2 separate regions of the Mustela erminea genome follow, and region 1 is linked to region 2. The links are chromatin contacts, called in public Hi-C maps. All regions are on one chromosome and are shown on one strand. The core of a region is the stretch at or near the end of the contact, and the rest is flanking DNA. Distances in the headings are between cores, read along the strand shown.

Region 1 (3,765 bases), core at 83-2,582, 190 kb after region 2:
CATCAAAACACGACACCTGATCTGTCCCACTTGTTTTCCAGGGGCACTGCCCACACCGTCTGGTCTGCGACTCCTAACCCTTCCGCTTGGGGCTGCTCTTAGCCTCCTCCAGGCCAGTCCCACTAGAGCATCAAGAACATTTTCCTCAAAACTTAATTGGGATCACATTGCTTTGCAGCCGAAAACTCTTCTGTGGCTCCAAAAGGCCCAAAACAAAGCCTGGGCTCCTGGGAGCACGGCGCGCGAGTGTGTCAGACCCCCTACGTCACTTGGAGCCACATCCCTTGTCTCGCTAGAACTGTGGCCAGGCTGGGTTCTTTGCTTGGCATCAAGACAAGGAGGTAGAAGCCTTTGCATCTCCTCTTCCTTCTCCTGGACAGCTCTGCATCTTCTTCTGCAAACACCTCCGCTTAAGTGTCATCTCCACAGAGGTCTCCCGAGACCGTGCCACTTAAACCCAGTCTCCCTGAGTCTCCATTATTCTCCATCTTAGCCTATGTTTTCCTTCATAATTTTTTTTTTTTTTTGCAACTTGAGTTTTTTGTTGCTGTTTGCTTTCATTTTGTTCTGCTCTAAACTAAAAGTTCAAGGTGAACAGGAACCTGTCCGTTATGTGTACCACAGTGCCCAGCGTATGTTAGGAATTTGATTATTGGATGAGTGGATAAAAGAACCCCAAGTTTTCAAGGTGTGGATAAGTCCCTGATTTAGACAAGTTAGAAACTCTCATTTGGGTGGGGTAAGAGTATGCAATTCAGAAATTAAACATCATTCTAGGGTGATCTCAGTGACTGAAATTCCCAAGCCCACAGGATGCCTGGCTGGCTCAGTTGGTAAAGTGGGCAACCTTTGACCTCAGGGTTGTGAGTATGAGTCCCGTGCTGGGTGTGGACATTACTTAAAAATAAAATTAAAAAATAAATTAAAAAAATGAAATTCCCCAGCCCTTCGCTCTTCCAAACTAGCGGAGCTAGATCACATTGCTGTCAGGAAACTTCCATGAAGCCAAAAGCTTGTTTTGCCCCTTATGAAGAGAGATTTATTAATGTTCATCTGTAAGCATAAAGATATCACAATAAGAAATAAGAAGAGTTAGAGCTCTTCGTGGGAGAATGCCAATTGATTACACAGCATGTGTTATTAATACTTATTATGGTTATATTAAAACCCATGAATCACATGAAGTCTCATTTTAAAACTATGGGCTTTTGGCCAAGAACATTAGGACAATCTATTTTGGAGTTAGGAATCATCATCTAGGGAGGGTCTAGAGCAGTTCAATTTGGCTGCTTGCCAAGTATGGCTCGATAGTACATTGCATTTCCCATCACCGACGGAAAAGGATGTGTGAGAGGAGGGAGCCTTGTCACACTCAGAGGGGTGACAGAGGGTAGGGGCCATGAGAACTAGCTCTAAGGTCCCTTCCAATTGCTTCTGATTTCTCAGTTCCCCTTCGCCAACTCAACCCAACTAAAGAAACAGTTACCGAGGGCCCTCTGAGTGCCAGAAACCATGCTAGGAATAGGACAGTGAAAATTGAGACATCCACTCTGCCCTAACAGAATAAATGGGAGGTCAAGAAGACTTAGCAAATCCAGAGGGTGACGTCAGCACTTGGCCATCGCCTTGGAATAGCAAAACACAGGAATTAGCCACGCAGAGTGAACAGTCAAGACAATGGAACTTTCTTGAAGAGTACCACAATATTTTTAGCTCCTGTTTCCATGAAACAGGATTTTCAGTGCATTGGAAACGGCCCCAGAATTTGAAGCCCCAGCTGCCCTCTCCTGAACATTTCCTCATCCCCTTGTTCATTTGAGCTCCTTCACCAGATCCGCATGGCCGTTGTGTTTCCTGTGTGATACGGAGCCATTTCTTTCTTAATTTAATAGTAAAAGGCATATGCCCTTGTCTGATTAGTCTCGTGAAATAATGCAACTGTCGACTTACCCGGGATTTCTTGACATGTTACCCTGCAGCTGGTTTCCCATGCGGGTTGTGTCCATGTTACGTTTGACAGTGCCATCGGGGTGCCCATTTGGAACCCCTGGCAGCCATTGGAGCACGTCTTGTGCTTTTATCCAGCCCTTCTCCCCACCCCTCTCCCAACCGCCGGGACAATAACATCATTTTTCACATTAGGTACTACATTCATTGTTGGGATGAATCACATTCTTTGAATCGTCTCAGCACTAACACTGCCAAGTAGCATGGTTCATATCAAGCCCAACTTATTTAAAGTTGACAGGAGTTATCTCATGGTTGTCAGACATTTCCTCCACTTTTTTTTTTTTTATCAGTTTTACTACTGAATGGAAAGAATAGGCATGTTGGGCAGTCATTAATGTCTGAGTCTGTTATTTGCACTATGAAATTAGAGGACTGAACTAGGTTAGAGATGAAGCTACTAGGCAATGAGGCAAATTTAGCTCTCAGCTGATCTCCTGGATTGGCCCTCATGGCATTAAAGAAAAAAATTTCATTCATAGGCACCTTTCTAAAATTGGGAGATTGCCCATGGAAGTCCAGGTTCTTGGTTTCTTCGGCAAAATCCAAATCTGAATTCCCTGGAAAATTCTGGCCTCTGAGACTCCCTTCCACATCTCATGTCTCATGTTTGCAAATAGGAAGGCACTGCTCACCCAGCTCCTTCCTCTTCTGTAGCACCTGACGGCGATGGTTCTTGGAAGCCACCTTTCTGAGAGCTGTTCTTTCTGTTTGGTGACCTGAGGAAAACGGTGTGTGTGCTGAGGGGAGGGGGGTTTGGGTTGTAAAAAAGAGAGAGCGAGACAAGAGAGAGAGACACACACATACAGAGAGAGAGAGAAGAAAATTCTAGCTTGAGCTGATGGGGAGGGTGTGGTCTTTAAATTAGATGCTGCTCTTCATTTAATGCTAGTTCCCACCTGGCCCATTTTACTTATTTATATCATCTGTCTAGCCCCTCTAAGCATCTGAATTTCCACAAGATCATCTCTAAATCCCTGTCTCTCTAAATACATCTAGATGTTTCTAAGATATTCTTTCAAGGGTGTTGAGCCTCTGCAAGCAGGTATATCTCTTCCTCCCTGTCCTTCTAGAATATCCACCAGGTTAAACACAAAGACCCAACAATTTTCTGTCTTCCTCACTTAACTCCTCAGTGCCCAGAAAAATCCCTGGCACCTAGAAGGCACTCAGTAAATATTTGTAGAATGAAGTGTTCAAGGTTAGCAACTACCTTTGGAAAGTTGTTCACAATGATTCACAAGCAAACTAGTGTTTCAGAGGGTCCACATAATCATGTTAATTGCAATATCATTATATTTTATGTTACCCAATAGAGAGGGATAACCAGTTTAAATTGCTTTGATTTAAATAATTTGTCGTTTAAACTATGAAGTCTTGGGTACAAACACAGTCAAGCTTTTAGAATTTCTTTTTATTTCTGTGGGAAGGGTAGTTTATATTCTAGGCAGAAATGGAGCAAAAACGAAGAGCCTGAGCCTTCAAGAAATGAAGGACTTGCTTCCTTGACTAGAAGTAGGCTTGAACAATACGTTTTCCTCAGGCGAGTTAACTGCCTGGAGCCAGGGTGGGGATAAGTGGGACAACACTGTCCTCTTGTGTTCAGTATTGGAACTTACATGGCCTTTCAATGCTGGCACCTGAGAGACGGTCAACACTTGAGCAAACCAGGCACAGGGCTAGGTAACTAGAGAGTGATAAATGGGCAAAACCCACGCAGCTCCTGAGATCTCGTGAGAGAAATGCTCATCTTTCAAA
Region 2 (3,603 bases), core at 1,074-3,573:
CCTATAGCCCTGATATGGGCTGAATTGTGTCCCTCTAAAATTCATATATGGAAGTCCTAATCCCTACTACCTCAGAATATGACTATACCTTCCGAAGTTATCCCACACGGGGGGATTTGGATATTCTCAAGCCCAGGCCGGTGTCTCTGCCCAGGGCCTGCCCAGGTCTCAGCACTCCCTCTGGGCCACACAGTGGGTTCTGACCATGCAGAGGCTGGACTCCCCCAAGTGTAGGGGCAGTGGGAGCCAGTGGCCTTCCAACCTCGCATGTGCAGGGAGCTTGCCAGAGGAACATTTCTCACACATGATCGTGAGCACATTAGTCCCCCGAGAATTCACAAAAATCTCAGGGTGTGCTTTCACTTCCACAGTTGATGGAAATTTGAGCCAACCTTATGTTGATCTCATTGTGCTGGTGGCTATAATGAGGGCCCCAGAAAATCTAATTAAAAAACTATCTTTCTGTGATAAAAGGTCCAAGTCCAAGGAAAACTTAATAATCTGTCACCTTGATTTAGTGCTTTGTTTCTATTTATACCCAGGACAGCCACTTAGACTTAGGCAGTGCCGAGATGCTGGACTGAGTCAGTGAGGGAGCTGGAGTGAGTGGCAAAGGTGCTCTCTGTGCCAGGGAGACAATACCACAGAGGAGTGGACTTGCTGGGGTAAGGCTTTGGGTCCTAAGAACAGCAGGGAAGACTGGACAAATTAGCAGCTGAGGCAAGGGCAGTCAAGTTTCAATCTAATGCCTTGTTGGCAGAAGAGCTGCTTGGGTCAAGTTTGCCTTTGCATCCCAGAATCTGGTGACTCATTCTGCCTCCACTTTGCTCTGTGTGTTCCCCTCTCCATGTGGGAAGAGCCATCACAGAACACCCCCAAAGGACCCCGCAGATCTGCAGTTCAGATCTTATTCCCCATGGTCTAACCTGAAGGGGTGAGAAGGAATCCAATCCTCGACCTGGGACAAATACAGCAGAAAGTGATAGTCAGAAGTGCCAACTAAAGAAAAAAAACATTGCAAGTGCAAACACCACATGCTCCGCACAGGTTGGGCTCTGCCTTCCGCATCTGCGGCCACCAAGTTGGCAGCTGCAGGCAATAGGAGCTGCCCTCCTGGGATCAGGGAGCTAATGGTTGTAGAGCAGGATTTTGTTACAGATAACTCAGATTTTTGAGAGGCAGGTTAAAAGTGCTTTTGCTATTAGGCTCTCATTTCAGTTCTGGGGGATGGAGCTCTGGTAAAGATTATAGACATATAGGAGGGACACCCCCACACCACCCAGAGCACATTCCAGCAGCCTGGGCGGGGCCACAGTAGGGAATGGACACCTGCAGGAAGGAGTCCACTAATGTGCTCCATAGGCTGGGCCTGCCCTCAAATACTACCAAGAACACCATGAGTACTCCCACTCGCTAGCTGCAGCCTTTCCCAGTGCTGAACCAGCAGACTGGGGTGAAGACAAAAGAATATGCTAGGAAGCCATATTCTCTGGTCAGGGTTTACTGTGCTGAGTTTCCCCACCCCTCCCACTGCTCAACTCCTTCCCTCTGAAAGCCCAGCATGTCCTACCTGAGGAAGGGGTCGTGGGGTCTTGGAGTCCTGGCCTGTAGGAAATCCTGGGTGAAAAGCAAGCATGGGCATTTGAGCTTCCTAGTCCCATAATATTCTATTACAAGGAAAGCAGGGAAATAGGAGTGAATGAACTTGAGATAGTTTTTTGACCTTTCTGGACTTGTTCTCTGTTTTATAAAAGGAAAATGTGGACTAGATGAAGTCTAAGATCCCCCCCTTGAAGAGCTCTCCTTGCAAAAGAAGGTTGGAATGGCAAATAAACCAGGCCATTCCATAAGTGATTTGCCAATAATAAGCAATAATAGTTTTTTCTACGTGGTTAACTTTGTTCAACTGTATTCCTTTCAAAAGCAAAGTAGACGGCCCAACTTTATCCTGGACAGGAGCTCTTACTCCTCTCTGATCCCTTGGGAGGATTAGGGAGTACAGACAGGCTTACATGGAGGTGACTATATTGGTTTTGGTTTTGCCAGGTCACCTCTCATAGGGTCATAGGATGTTTGTAAAGGAAAATACTTTTGCTTAATTTTATTTTGACAGCATATGGGCAATGTGCTAACAGTTTTTCATTTAACATCTTCTTTAATTCTTTCACCCACCACATCTTGGAAATTTTACCTGCATCTTACAGCCAAGGGACTGAGGCTTGGCTAAGTGGTAATGTGCTCCACATCACAGCAGATGTAGATGATCAAGCTGACTTCAAACCCAGGCACCTAAAGCCTGAGACCGCATTTACTGTGCTCATCTCCTTAAATAACAGAAGAACAAAAGCAATCAGTCTCCTTGTTTCGTATTAGTAGACATTATGGAATGGGAGCTGTTGCCCAGCAATGCTCTGCACAGGTGTTCTCTGAGGGTTTTGGGGTGCCCTGTACACAGCAGTTCATCTGAGCCCCGCAAGCTCCAAATGTGAGCACAAGAGAAACACTATGCTTCATGATACCAAAGCAAATCAACAAACAAATCTCTGATGGATTCAAAGTCCACTTTGAACTGATCATGCACCCTGCCTCCTACAGCAGTGAAGGAGGAAAACCTACATATATGTTGTTCTTTGGCATATGGGACATGTTGGGGGCGGTAGTAAGATGGTTCTGGAACTCCAAACCTTGCACATTTTTTTTTTGTTTCTTATATTCTTTTTTTTTAATTTATTTTTTATTTTCAGCATAACAGTATTCATTATTTTTGCACCACAGCCAGTGCTCCATGCAATCCGTGCCCTCTATAATACCCACCACCTGGTACCCCGACCTCCCACCCCCCGCCCCTTCAAAACCCTCAGATTGTTTTTCAGAGTCCATAGTCTCTCATGGTTCACCTCCTCTTCTAGTTTCCCCCAACTCCCTTCTCCTCTCTATCTCCCCATGTCCTCCATGCTATTTGTTATGCTCCACAAATAAGTGAAACCATATGATAATTGACTCTCTCTGCTTGATTTATTTCACTCAGCATAATCTCTTCCAGTCCCGTCCATGTTGCTACAAAAGTTGGGTATTCGTCCTTTCTGATGGAGGCATAATACTCCATAGTGTATATGGACCACATCTTCCTTATCCATTCGTCCATTGAAGGGCATCTTGGTTCTTTCCACAGTTTGGCGACCGTGGCCATTGCTGCTATAAACATTGGGGTACAGATGGCCCTTCTTTTCACTACATCTGTATCTTTGGGGTAAATACCCAGGAGTGCAATGGCAGGGTCATAGGGAAGTTCTATTTTAAATTTCTTGAGGAATCTCCACACTGTTCTCCAAAGAGGCTGCACCAACTTACATTCCCACCAACAGTGTAAGAGGGTTCCCCTTTCTCCACATCCCCTCCAACACATGTTGTTTCCTGTCTTGCTAATTTTGGCCATTCTAACTGGTGTAAGGTGATATCTCAATGTAGTTTTAATTTGAATCTCCCTAATGGCTAGTGATTTCAAGCTTTACTACAAAGCTGTGATCACCAAGACAGCATGGTACTGGCATAAAAACAAACACATAGACCAGTGGAACAGAGTAGAGAGCCCAGATATGGACC

What was found. Hi-C and Micro-C count contacts between places; a contact is called where the count stands out from the background.
Region 1: a contact with region 2 is called in a Hi-C map of spleen, with 5 times the contacts expected there. The contact joins the enhancer-like site here to the promoter of BMS1 in region 2. A contact is called at or near these places in 2 of 3 Hi-C or Micro-C datasets (fibroblasts and spleen).

The regions. Positions count from the first base shown.
Region 1 is chr14:55,555,264-55,559,028 of mMusErm1.Pri, forward strand. No RefSeq gene overlaps it. Among named protein-coding and RNA genes, the nearest start is that of SLC16A12, 13 kb to the left of the region's middle. Within about 2 kb of position 1,333, the one cell type or tissue checked has open chromatin away from gene starts, as enhancers often do. A contact at or near this core is called in fibroblasts, where this site is marked.
Region 2 is chr14:55,368,353-55,371,955 of mMusErm1.Pri, forward strand. BMS1 (ribosome biogenesis protein BMS1 homolog) reads right to left here and starts at 2,324. Exons shown (of 24, transcript XM_032314069.1): 1 at 2,192-2,324; 2 at 1,571-1,667.